Regions from separate parts of the Rattus norvegicus genome. Here region 2 is linked to region 1. Evidence: chromatin contacts called from public Hi-C data. All regions are on one chromosome and are shown on one strand. The core of a region is the stretch at or near the end of the contact, and the rest is flanking DNA. Distances in the headings are between cores, read along the strand shown.

Region 1 (7,259 bases), core at 4,745-7,244:
GCTCTCTCTCTCTCTCTCTCTCTCTCTCTCTCTCTCTCTCTCTCTCTCTCTCTCAAAAAGCAACATTGTAACTGGGAATTTTAATAAGCCAGGGGAAGCCCAAATCCTTTTCTACCACCTAAGAAGTGCAAGCTCACTGACAGGAGCAGTTTTCATTTGGGGTCAACCTAAAGGCACGGGCTGGGCTATACAGAGACTCAGAATAACTACCAGTTGTGGCTTCTCCCTCACAGAGAAGGTGAACGGTGGTGATTGTAGTTTTGAGACCAAAATAGGTGCCTCTACCTTTTTAAATAAAATAATATATATTTATTTAAATATACACAATATGTTAATATATAATATATTTTATATAAATATATTTAAATAAAATTATATGTATGTATGGTGTGTGTGTATATATATATATGCACACAGCACTAGAGTAAATTACTGACCATCCTACTAACGTGCTCTGTGATAGTCAGAATGACAATCCTTGTTCAGAATGATGTAGTTCCCAATCAGAAGGAATTATCTTTGTAACTGAATGTTAGGGACTATCAACGAGGCAAACAAACTATAGATATAAATTGTATATTCTGAAAGCCCATGTGAAAGGGCTATTTTACACTAACTAGTCTGTTTGGTGTCCTCATCTGGACGTCAGCGTACGTGATAGATTTTCACAGCTGGTCAAACGTCACCATAGTAAGTTATGGAGCTGAAAGGCTTTAATGTCTGAGGGCATGACGGGCACCTTTGAGATGGCCGTCAGCCCACGCTGGCCTCAGACTGACAGATCCACCTGCCTCTGCCCACACGGTGCTGGGGTTAAAGGCCTGTGCTACCTGCCTGGTGACTGCCCTTTTAAGGGGCTGGTTCTGCGCTCACTATGGTGACATGGGAAGCTTCAGAAAGCACAATCAGGCTGCTCCTGTGTGTACAGCTCAGGAAGGGTCATCGCATGATTACCGGTTACTCTGGTAAATACTCGCCCTTATATTAACCACCTGCTGCTGGGCCAGCTCCAGTGGCGCCTGTCTGACGTGAAACAATCGTGATCAGCAGACCAGAGATATGCGCTCCTCAGAACTTCCTTGGTCTCCTGGAGACACTTGGCCACTTCCTCCTCCACTTTCTGCCTAGCTGATTTCGGTATGATCAGGAGTTACATATTTGCTCTTTTGTTTCTTTCTCTACTAACAGGATCATCGAGACCCGATTTGGTCTTTATGGATCATGCCTCTTTTGAAAGCACTCGCAAAAATTAAGTAGAAACAGAAGGAAACTCTAAGAGATGTGATCAATAACTTACAAGAAGAAGCATTAACTGTGGAAAATCCAGACCTCCTAGATAGTGAAAGAAGTAAGGTGCTAGCTATTAGAGGGGAGAGTCCCGTCAATTATAAACAAATACAAACATTTAGGAACTCCTATCAAGGAGTTACATGGAAGAGAACATTATTTAATTAGAGGAAGGTGGTGGGCCCCTCCTTCAGGTAGAAACAGCATGAGAGGATACAGGACCACCGCGGAACCATTGCCCTACACAGGGACATGTGATGAAGAAGGTGACAGATGGGTTAATATTGATGGAAAGAGAGTATTATATTATTCTTTAAATTTTATAGAATGCTTGGCCAGATCACGTCCCCGTGCTTGCCTATTATCAAAAGCAACTATCCTTTCTTTAAAAAGACAATTACATGAATATTGGCTAAGAAAGAGTAAAAGACTAAAGACTCCTTACAGTTGGCTGTCCTGTTGTTATCCGAGAGATGATATTTAGAGATTGAGGTAAATGAGGTTTATGACCACCGTCTGGCACCAGTCTGATTCTCAGGAAAATTTATTTCCTGCCTTGCTTTCTGTTCTGAACTTCATGTAAACTGTTAAACTTTTTCTTGGTTATTGTTTGAGTGTACCCTGGCAAGGGGTCAAAAAATTAGCTCCTGTTCAAGCATTGTGTATAACCACGAAGTGGATTTCGGTAAAATCGCAGCAGATTCAAGCCACCCTGAGTGTTCTGTGTCTGTCTGTCATGGCGCCAAACCTGTGTCTTCCTGAGTACCAGAGCCCTGCTTCTCCCGCGGTGTCCTCCGCCTGAGTGGTCGGTGGCAACCTGCCTGTGACAGTTTGCGTCCTAACAACTGGATGACTTTGAACAGCTCCAGACCAGTACTCCAGCTTCTCCCGGGGCACAAGAGATCTTACCACAAGTAAGTGCAGAGGGTAAAATCACCTTTTAATGGACTATCCTGGGGTAATTCGATGGGTCTGAAAATGACTTACCGTTGATACCATTGGATCCCTGCTGGAGGTCACAGTACCACAGCCGATTCACTGGATCACATCCCTCCCAGATCGATAACAAGACATAGCGACCGTCATCGGATAACTGCAAAGAGGCGGAAACAGCGCATAAGCCCAAGTCACGGACCTGTTCTTGGCCGATTCGTTAACTATGAATTAATGACTATTCTCATCCATGTGACCACATAGCTGGAAGAAGAACCTGGAAGGAAAGAGGATTCATTTGAGTTTGTGGTTTAAGGCGTCACAGTCATCCATGACCAGGAAGGTCTGGCAGTAGGAGCTTGATCACATCTGGGTGGATCAGGAAACAGAGACAGGTGGGATGCCAGGCTGGGCTATAAACTGCAGGCCCACCCTACAGTAACTTACTTCCTTCAGCCAGGCCACGCCCACTCAAGGTTCCACGACCTGTCAGTCAAAACGACGCCCCCAGCTGGGGACCAAATTCCCCAAGAGACTTCAGTGGACATTTTATACCCAACGGAGGGAAAAGGGAACGCCAAACGCAGCGCCTTTACTCCGAACTCAGGATCTGAGAATGAAGTTACTTTGAAAAAGAAAATACATAGGTGTAGTTTTGAGTTCTGCCGAGATGTGTGAGCTCTGCTCAGGCAGACGAAAAGCAGGACGATAAGACTGTATTTTACCCTACGCCATCATCAGGTGCTGGGCTTGCTGGGAATGTGGATACATTGCTCAGGGGATGGGAAAACACAGCCTAAGATGGGGACCCCAGCCTGGGTGAGGAACGATGTAGGCTGAGGTTGAAGTTGGGGTTCTGACAACTGGGCAGAGGACTTGGAATGGAGGGGGCCTTGGATCTGCCGTGAGGCTGGAGGGGAGGGGTGACTCTGGCTTAGCTCAGCGGGTGAATGTCTGGGAGCACAGAGGGACCTTCTAAGGGAGAAGTAGGTTCACCATAGACTTTCTCCATGCTCCCCAAGACTGTTCTTGATGCTTACCTATACTGTTTATTCACTGTCCATCCTGGAAAATGGTGCATACGCTTTCCTCAGGGAGGGCCAGAGACCAGATACCTTTTGTAGAAAGGACTGTCCAGGAAGGGAAGCTCACTGGGTGAACCCTCAGAGCCCATCTAGATACTTCATTAATTAACACGGAGTTCTGTGTTCTGTGCTACGTGACCACTGGTCATGTTCTTACGTGGGGAGTTGTGGTCACCCGTCCCAACCCAGGATCTGGTTGGGAGTAGGGAAACTCCTACCATCCTCAGGTGGGCGCCAGGGTTTCTAAACCCACTCAACCTTGCCAAGTTTCCTGACACAGTCCACTGCCCAACACGCAGGAATTTAAGTATTATCGGGAAATAGGAAGTGGTAATTTGTATTTAAATTCCTCACCTATTATCTGAGAAAGTGTAGTTTGATATTTTGAACACTAACACGCTTCACCTCTAGGTCTGCCGAGGGTTGTGTTTATAGGGCTACCCTTCTAAATAAGCAAGGGTTAGCAGAGCGGATGCAGGTAGGAAGTCCAGGGCCACAGTCTCACCTTTCCCCAGAGTAGGTCTTCATCCATTTCCTTAGTCAGTTCTCCCACAGGATCTCAGAGGGAAAAAGCCTCCACTTCTGAGAGTTTCAAGTATGAAAAAGCGTACCCACAGGTAGTGTAAAAAAAAAAAAAGTAATAATAGGAATCTAAAGTAAGGAGTGCCAACCTATGTCATCGCCCGGCTGCAGCGTATGAGATTCTACAGTCTCATGATTGGTAACTTTACGGCAACTTGGCTGAGCCACAGAGTCTGGATATTTGGTTAAGCATTAATCAAGAGGCTTCTGTAGTAATGGTTCTTAAATGAGTGGACACAGAGTAAACCACATTTCCCTCCACAATGTGGGTGCACCTCGTCTAACCAGCTATGGGTCTTAAGAGAACAGAGCCCAAGTACAACTCTTTGCAGAGTTTCCAATCTGTTAGCTCACTCTTCCGGTTAAAGAGCTGGCAAGCCTCTAGTCACAGGGTGAATTCTTTAAATCCTTCGTCTTTATGAGCGCGCGCACACACACACACACAGACACACACACACACAAAGAAACATTCATGAATGCATGCAGGCAGACAGACAGACAGGCACAGGCACAGCCAGACACACACAGACACACACACACACAAAGAAACATTCATGAATGTACGCAGGCAGACAGACAGACAGGCACAGGCACAGCCAGACACACACAGACACACAGACACACAGACACACAGACACACACACACACACACACACACACACACACACAGAAACATTCATGAATGTACGCAGGCAGACAGACAGACAGGCACAGGCACAGCCAGACACACACACAAACACACACACACACACACACACACACACACACACACACACACACAGAAACATTTATGAATGCACGAAGGCAGACAGGCATGCGCACACACACACACACACACACACTCACACGCACACAGAAACAGTCATGAATGCACGCAGACAGACAGACAGGCGTACACAACTATTGTTCTGTCTACAAAGTCTGCTATACCTAACTGTTGTTCTTTTATTTGGTCACTCCACAGACATGTTGTAAGTATCTAGGTACAAACTCATGTATGTTTTGTTTCTGTATGCTAATGATGCGTCAGTAAAGTCACAGAAAATGTCACACTTGACAAAGGAGACACACCTGAGTATGGAACTATGCCACATATTACACACCAACAAATGCCACAAAGAACAGGAAGAAATCTTAGCAAAGGGGACAGGACATGTGGTAAAAGTCTGTAGTTTTAAAAAGAGCACCGGGGTAGGGCCCATGGGGAGGTCTCTTGGCACGGCTCATTGGCAATGCCACAGAACTGTCACTTAGTTTGACTTTATCCATATGTAGCATGCGTGTGCGCTGTGTGTGTGTGTGTGCTGTGTGTGTATACTGTATGTGCGTACTGTGAGTGCGTTCATACACTCGGGAGCACTTTTAATCTGGAGGCCTTTGGTATTTCCTTGTTCCTTTCACTCGTTTGCAAGTAGATTACTACAGAGGTAGCTTTAACAGTGTGCTTGGGATTTGCTGCGCGCCTTGGATCTGTGGGTTTGTATAATTAATCCAAAGTAACTTTTTTTTGCATTTCCCCCTCATTTACATTTTAAGAACACCCTCACCTCTATCTTGGCATTTCAGACAATGAGCTTTTCTTGGTCCTGCCTAACATTGTCCAAACGCCTTTGTAGATTACTTCTGTAACTTTTTAAAATCTCTGCTGACTCACTTGCCGTTCCTGAATCTCTCCCTAGGATTAAGGATTTTTCTGGCTTTAGGGTCACATTATTCTGCTTCACTGGCCATGTGGTGACTTCTGAATTGGATTCTGCGACTTGGAATGTCGTCAGGACTCTTTCTTTCTAATCTGCCTGTAAAATGTTTTGAATCAATTAATTTGCTGGCAAAGCAGCTGGCTCCTTTCCCACTTGCCCGCCAGCCTTGCTGGCTGTGGCCTGCAGCCTGACTGCAGAAGCCCTAGCTCCCCAGGGACCACTGTCTCCCTAGGTGCTGGTAAGGCTTTGCTACTTTTGTGATAACAACGTTGTGACTTTTGTAGTAACACCAAGCCTTGTCAAGCCTTTAGTAGTTTATAGCTCCAGGGTGTTGTGCTGAGCCTGAATTAGAGAGTCCCATTCAATGCACATGCGTCCTGACAGACAGCTGAAGTCACTGAGCCATCCTAAAGTAAATCCCTATGACTCATCCTGGGAAGTCCCCATGGCCACACAAATTCTAGTAGTTTCAGCCCCTCTGGATCCTTAGTTTGGTGAGAATAAAATGCTCCGAGTTGGTCATCCTTGTGATGGGGTCCCTCAAGGCAGAATGCGTCTGTAGAAATAACCTCTCTCATGCGTCACCCCCAATTAATTATCTGTTAATGAAGTTCTTGCAACAGCTGCTTCAGCTCTTGTGTTTAGTTCTCTGGCTGTGCAGGACAGGAGCTGAGGCAGGAACCGTACTGACCGGTGTGGTCAGCGAAGAAGACCCTACTGCATGGCGAGCCTGTCGAAAGGAAATGAGACCTGGTTTGGTTTTCAATATCCAATCTGAGATTCTAAAGCTTTTTAAAAACCAGTGTTATCAAGTCTTTCCACTGTTCTATTCTTGCTTTTCCCCCTTTTCTTCTCTTGTTCTGGAGGGCGAACGTGAGGCTTCCAGGTCAAGCATGTGTTCTACCAATCAGCTACAGTCCCAGACCTGTGTGTGTGTCTGTGTGCCTGTATGTGTGTATGTGTGTATATATTCACTTTCCTTTTTTAAAGACAGAATTTCATGTAGGTCAGACTGGCCTTGAACTCACTATGCAACTACAGATGGCTTTCAATTCCTTCCTGGTCCTTCTGGTTCCACTTACTGAGCGCTAGAATTACAGTATGTACAACTCTAACACCTCGAAGTCATTTTCATTACGAACCTTTCTTTTTCACTTCAGACTGACCAGACTCACGTTTTACTTCTCTCTGCTTTTAATAAAGAAAGCTAAGGAACTAATGCTCATCATTTCAACCCTACCTTTTTCGACCGTCCTATACGAAAAGCATCCGTAATCGCAATTACAATTTTATTAAATATTATGCAAAGCAGCCTCTTTAACATTAATTAGTTCAGGCTTCTGTTCTCCTGTCCTTTGAAAACAGACAGAAACCGTGCAGCTGTTTAAAGCCATGCCACATCAATCACAAATGACATGTGCTTCAGCTGCAGCACCTCAGTCAACGGAAAGACAGAACGGCAATGTTTGTGCAAGAGCGCCAGACCTTGGCGAGCAGCTGCTGCTAGCACGTCCCAAGAGCTCCCCCCAGCACCACTAGACTAACAGGCCCAGCAGTTCATAGTTAGTCTAAGGCACAAGTCCCAGGGCACGTCACTGTCACAATGCCAGTTAAGACAGGGGACCTCCTCCTGGTGATCATCACGGAGTCACATAATTTGCTTAACTGGAAA
Region 2 (6,715 bases), core at 428-2,927, 270 kb before region 1:
CACAACTGTAATTCCAGTCCCAGGGAATCCGACGTCCTTTCCTGACCTCTTCAGGTACCAGGAATGCACATGGTACATGGACATCCATGTGGGCAAACACATACAAGCACACACAAATAAATAATTAAAAAGAAACTATTTGCTTTTTACCCCCCATCTCCTTCAGGTAAACAGGCCCTATCAGAGCAGTTTTTATCTCAGCATGCAAATCCTCCAATCACTTTGATGCTAGGACCTGCAAGGTTCAGCAACTGGCCTGACTGGGATGGTGAGGAAGGACAGACACAGAGACAGGTGTAAAGGGGAGCTGGGGTTAGGTAGGCTGGATGTTCTGATGGAGACACAGAGGCAGCAGCAAGCTGGAAGCCCACATCTGAGCAGATGGGATGGGTTTACTGTACAGGGAGGAAGCAGGTTTAGTCTCTGCAGGAGGTGTCATAGGAACAGTGTTGTTACAGTCATCCAGGAGGAAGCTGTGTGGTTGACATTTCCTATATACAATGGTCAATCCTTTGAAAACACTTGAACTTGGACTGGGAGAAAGGCTGCAAATTCCCATAGACCTGAAGTATTGGGGTCTACAACATGGGAATGCCAGCAGTGCGCTTTCCCTCAGTAATTGCTCTGTTCCTCACACGGAGAGCAGCACAGCTGTTCTGTGTGCACTGTGAGCCCAGAGTTGTTCTGATACAGGAAATGCTGGAAGTCGAGAATTAAGGCACGTATCATTTCGTTAGAAATAAGCTTGGGGCTGGAGAGACGGTTCAGTGGTTAAGAGCACTAGCTGCTCTTGGAGAGGATCTAGGTTTGATTCCCGTATCCATGGGGCTCAAAACTGTAAGTCAGTTCCAGGGGGTTCAACATGCCCTTCTGTCCTCTGTGGGCACCAGACATACACATACATACGTGCAGACACGTTTAAAAACCTCAGAGACACACTGAAACTGGGTTTCTAAGAGCAAAAATGTCCTCACAGTCCCAGGGAAGGTGTTGGGGGACCCTGACTCTTTCAAGACACCCGTGAATTGTTGGACCTTTTAGAATGAGAGGGGATACTGGGGTGCGATATTCTGTCCCAGAAGGGAAACTGCAAAGATTGTGAAGTTGTGACCGGTCAGCAGTTGACACTGACTTGCAGCCTCTTATGCTGGCCAAAGGCCATCAAGACAACGGACCCTAGGTCATTTAAACAAAACAGAATAGCACCATCTCTCAGGGCTGATCCCTTAACTTCTGCGGTTAACTGGCCCAAACCTGCTTTTGGGAATCAAGCCCTAAGTTCAAGAAACTTGAAACAGAAAATACACACTTTTTTTTCCTAAGTAAAAATTTATTTAACCAAATGACAATGTATGGGGTGAATTTGAACAAAAGACATACGCCTTCGATATAAAGTGAACATTACCCATGTAAACGTCATCTGAAAAGCTTCCTCTAACGTGTCCGCATAAAGCACTTGTGAAATTTGACATCTTAAAACTAGCCTGCAAGTTTAACAGGAAACCTATAAATGGCACTTACAATAAGTTTCTTTAAATGATAATACGTACACTGTCTCATCATTCCCGGCATGTTCCCAGAGGCTGTGATAAACAAAATATGGCTGCGGCCAGCGAGGGTGTTGTCTTGTGGGTAGCAGAACAGAAGCACAAATGTGTTCCAGCTTCCACAGAGCTGTCACCGCTGGAGACTGAGCTGAGTGGGTGGGAATTCCAGTCACTCTAGTTGGCGATAGCAAAGGGAGTTGGGAAGCAAGGAAGGGAAGGAGAAAGGAAACAGGCATAGCAGGGTCAAAGCAAATGGATTTCAATAAAAAGTGAGCCCTAAGGGTAGCTGGTGCCCTGGGGGTCTGTAGGAGAAGTGCACTAAGCCCTAAAGGCAGGACTGAGTAGCCAAGAGCCACCTTTTTCTAGCTGGGACATTTCCTGGAGGAAATGCCCCAACTTGAGTGTGCTGGGGACAAGGAAATACGCAGGTCCCCTCAGCTTTTCCTATAGATTTTCCAGCCTCCGTGTGCTCCTGTGTTTAGGGCTTCAGTGGGATCAGGCAGTGGAAACTAGTGGCTTTGACTAAAACAAGCCAACATACAAACTCAAAAAACAAACCAAAAGAACAACAATAACCCCCACAAAAATCTTCAGACGCACAGGCTCTGAGCCAGATCCTGCCTCTGACCCACATCAAGCATCGGTGCCTGCCTGTTAAAGTATAGCGGGGCGACTGGGCAGAGAGTTCAGAAAGCACGAATAGGTAACACAGAACCCATTATGACTAACGTACGCTAAATATAACTATGGATCTGTATAATTATCTGTGCTATCTGCTTTATAAATATAAATGTTCTGAGGGTTTTATTCTAAGTGACAGTCTCATTTTGGTATAAATATTATCCTCTAGAGGCCTGTAACTGACTTGATGTTTCATTAAACAAAGGTCGGGGACATAGCATAATTTCTGCAGAGCATTTTCTGAACATTATCTCGGGGCTAACCGAATGCTAAAATCAGAGGAAGCATCTCACAGGAGCCTGGCACAAACATCCTTTAATCTATTAATTTATGCTTTGAACAAAAATACACTTGCTTGTCTGTGTAAATGAATCTAAAGCTGTCCGTAGACCTAACCCTCGGAGCTCTTTCCCTGTCCTCTTTTCTGCTCCTTTGCAGTCAAGCCTGTGTGGCAGGGTTATTCAATGGCTTGGGCTCCTGTTCTCCAGTTGCCGTCTTCCTTGGAGGTATGTCTTTTAAAAACAGTTTCAAGTTTCGTACTCAGACTAAGTGGCTCTCTGAAGATCCCCCGCCACAAGATTCTGATCTCCGATATCGGTGACACTGATACACACGACGTTTCCAAGAGGAGAGCAAATGACTCTAAATTACCCGCTTTTAACTGCGTGCCTTTAAAACAGCTCCATTCCCCCGGCACTACAAATACCTCAGGTACATAGTCAGGCAGATCAGCAGAGGTAACCTTTTCTACTATCTGGGGTAGAAGAGTCCCCTGAAGCGCCACACATGAAGACTGGTGACAGCAGAATCCGATATTCCTGCCTTCTCAGGGGGTGTCGTTTGCAGAGCGACTGTAAATTAGCCTTATGTGTGGGCGAGCTAAGTAGTTTCGTGGAAATCGAGACCCACCCTATCACATCTTATGTGGGTTAATGGACAAAGTGTCCCCCTGGTTGACAGCGACAACCTTAAAGGCAAGGCTATGTTACCCGCCCCCCTTTCCTTCATTGTTTCAAGATTAAGAGCTGTCGAGTGAATTTTCCTTAGCTGTGGAACATGGGGAGGGGGAGTGTGGTGGGTGTTGCGTGTTGTTTTGAGCGGATGAAGTAAACGTGAATGACAAGACTATCACAGCCAATCAGTGGCCTCAGCTGGGTGGCTACATGCCACTGTCAGCTGAAACTAATGATTTGAACAAAGCCTCGTACATCCCTAAAAACATGGCTAGCAGGAAAGAAAGATCCTTACCAAGGCCTTCCTGGCAGTTCTCTTGTTGGATGCCTCAGGCCTCAGGTGAAACCTCTGCCCCATGGGTTTGCTCTTGACCACAGTTCTGGAATCAGCTGGCCCTTAAATAAATATTCTGTTGTTCTGAGACAAAAGTCTTGCTAAGTGACCCCAGGGGGACCTCAAACTCTTAGCGCTCCTACCTCAGCCTCCCAAGTGCTGGCATTAGGTGTGGACCGCAGTGTCTGGCTCGGGCCATCTGCTTCTGTCATCCCAGAAACAGGACGAAGGGCTAAGCTGAGTTTCAGTGCCCCCAGCCTGTCTTTGTTTCTTCTAAAGTGGGGCCTTTCCTGTATCTGAGCTTGTGGCTGAGATGGCCCCAAATGGCAAGAGAAAAAGTTTAGCTGAGAGTTGACACTGAGCTCAGAAATGCTTACGCTCACTCCAGGTCCAGGTTTCAGAGTCACCGATAAATGGCAGGGGATGAGGTCATTCACAGCTCATTCAGATCAAGGCAGTCACTGTTGAGCCATCTGCACCCAACCAGGAGGGTGGCCCCGGTGGGGGAAACACTTCAGCTCTTGGGGTGGGAAACAAGACCAGACAAGTGTTCACCTACTAAAATGTATCATGAAAAAGTCGACTGAACAAAAGGTAAACTTTTTAATGTCGTGTCAGCCTCAACTTTGGCTTACATCGCTAAGATGATCAAAACAACTACTCGTTCCAAATTCCCACGACAGGGGGGGGAAGCACACGTGAGAAAAGAGCCACAACTTAGAAAAATAAGCGAAAAGGCGATGTGTTGACAGCTTCAAGGTCAATTAAAACAATATTAATATATCTACTGCAAAAATACATGTCTGAAAATAGAGTGAGGTCTACTCAGAAGGCTCGGCTAGCACAAGGAGCTGGCTAGCGGGACAGGCAGCACTCAACTCCTGTCTGCGGCCGCCCCTCACTTCCCATCTGGCAGGACTGAAGCAAACCACCAAAGGTCATAGCAGAGTGTGGGTCTTCTGCTCCTCAGGTCAGCCTCTGTCGTGGTCGCCAGGTGCTGCTCAAGGCAACTGATGAGCGGGAGACACCGGCACAAAGACCTCATCGTCATCTTCTAGCCCTTCCTCGATTGGCTTCATCTTGGGAGAGGCTCGCTGCTGCGGGGAGGACATGGCTATAAAGAAACACAGATTGCAAACTGCTGAAGTCACGCCCTGCCCGACACCTGGGAGACCCTTTTGGGAACGCATCGCCCTCCAGGTCTCAATCAAGTGATTTAATGAGCAACTAAATTGGGAGTTGAGGGGACACACCGGAGAAGAACCTGCTACCTGTGCTTCGGTAGCGTGAGCCTCATAAACAGGCAGAATTTCCGGGGAATGTTCCAAGGTCTGATTCAGTTCACCTGCTCCACGGTAGTACCTTACGTCTGACTTCATCTGATTAATATTGGCCTCGGAGAGTTGTTTTAACAAATAGTTCCTTAAAGAACAATTGTTCTCCTAAACCACCAACTTTAACAGAAAACAGCCTAGGATGTCATTTCCTGCCACCACACGTTTCGTACTTCCTGGACGGAAGGATCACAGACATCAGGAGGAAGTGTCCAGCGGGAGAAACAGCGCTGGGGAAAGCGCACCCCCAGGGTCTTTGCGGATGACATTTGACCAAAGAGACAATTCATTCACTCTCTCATCCTCCCTACCAGGAATTCACGCTTGGTGGGGACATTGTACCACCTAAAGAGACGTAAGAATTTCAATTCTATTTCTCGTGTATGTGTGCGTGTGCATTTGTGCCAATGCATCATTTGGAAGTCGGGACAACCTACGTGAGTTGGTCCTTTCCCTCCAGCACATGGGTTGTGGGGCACCTGCTGAGACATCTTGGTGGCCCGAAAAGCAAGTTTTTATGACGTAGACTTTGAAGATGTGTGACAAACTGTTCACATAACAACACGAGCCCGAATTCCCTTCCTTCCATCGCTGCCTTCAAGGCCAAGATGCGTCCTTTAGGAGTCTCCGCCTGCCTCACCCTCCCACACCTGCGTACCCCTTTGTGCCTAGCCGCAGGGCTGGCGGTAGTCAGTCAGCCAGCTACTGCGGAACTGTGTTGGGGAAGGACAGTGGCTGACATTCAACTCTTCAAAGGCTTGGGGACAACAACGGGGTACAGAAGGACCTTAGACGAAGCAGGACTAGCCAAAGTGAAACTATACATGGTCGGTCGCTGCTGCTGAGTGACAGACAGCAAGCCTGCCCGGCACCGCGGATGACTAACTACCGAGGAGCAGCAGGCAGGGACCAGGTATGTCTCAGGCTGCTCCTGAGGGGAAGGCAGTACTGGCGGGGGTGGGGGAGGGGGAAGATGCTTTGTACTTAGCCATGACACATGAGCAGCGCCTTAAGAGATAAAGGCCACGTGACCTGTGGTCAACTCCAGGGACCGCTGCCCACTGTGCTGCCCCCTAGCAGTGTGACTGGGTAGGGCCCTTCGCTTCTTTGTGAAATAAGCTAGTATTAGTTAGGATCCTGCTGACTGACAAGTTCTTAGGAGGCGCATGCGATCTCTAAGTTCTTAGATCAGTACGGGGAAATAGAACGCTCGCCTTGTTAATGTTTGTGAGAACACAAATCAATGGAGCCCCTGGAGGTCAGCGGTCTAAATGGAGATAATTATCAGGATCCATGCTCACACAGCAGTCTGTGTTCCGGCGTATCAGCTGCCGTGAGACTGTGTCTTTGCCATGGCTTCCATCGCAGCCTCTAGTTATGATGGAATCTCATGAAATATTAACTCGCGTTGAGAAATCCGCACTCTCATAAAACCCTAGGGCAGCACACTTAGGGGCATCAAACCCGATCGATAACACACGGCGAAGCCATGGCCGCAGAAGCGCGGGCAAACACGCCCAGCTCGCCTTGACAGAAGTGGGGCTAACTGATCGGACTCCTCAGGCCCAGTTATCACGCCAGGGATGACGGTCTATGAGACATCATGAAACAGCCCGAATGGGATGAGTCTCTCCACCGTTCAACCCGATCTCTGGCATCATAGAGATCAGGGGCTCATAGAGAAAACAATGTAGCCTCCGATGTTCCGGTATAGCTGGAAATGGTCAGGGAAACCCTCCAAGAACTTCCGGCTCTTCTGGGAGCTTCTTACTCTGGTTCCGTAACGTGTTCTCTGGGTAACATTAAAGGGTCAGGCCTGGCTGTCTACAGCTGTTAGACAGCACCAGAGGAGGCCTAAGCCCCACG

Evidence for each region. Hi-C and Micro-C count contacts between places; a contact is called where the count stands out from the background.
Region 2: a contact with region 1 is called in a Hi-C map of Schwann cells, with 3 times the contacts expected there. The contact joins two enhancer-like sites. A contact is called at or near these places in 6 of 12 Hi-C or Micro-C datasets (Schwann cells, frontal cortex, hepatocytes and 3 more) and 1 of 1 datasets of contacts at active chromatin or transcription factors (oligodendrocytes).

Annotation. Positions count from the first base shown.
Region 1 is chr20:50,173,901-50,181,159 of GRCr8, reverse strand. Prep (prolyl endopeptidase) reads right to left here. Exons shown (of 15, transcript NM_031324.2): 7 at 2,275-2,380. Among named protein-coding and RNA genes, the nearest start is that of Prep, 39 kb to the right of the region's middle. Within about 2 kb of position 5,994, at least 9 of the 93 cell types and tissues checked have an H3K27ac peak or open chromatin away from gene starts, as enhancers often do. A contact at or near this core is called in Schwann cells, where this site is marked.
Region 2 is chr20:50,437,248-50,443,962 of GRCr8, reverse strand. It overlaps Bves (blood vessel epicardial substance), which reads right to left. Exons shown (of 7, transcript NM_001077590.2): 7 at 4,120-4,629. The coding sequence ends at 4,517. Among named protein-coding and RNA genes, the nearest start is that of Bves, 36 kb to the right of the region's middle. Within about 2 kb of position 1,677, at least 5 of the 93 cell types and tissues checked have an H3K27ac peak or open chromatin away from gene starts, as enhancers often do. A contact at or near this core is called in Schwann cells, where this site is marked.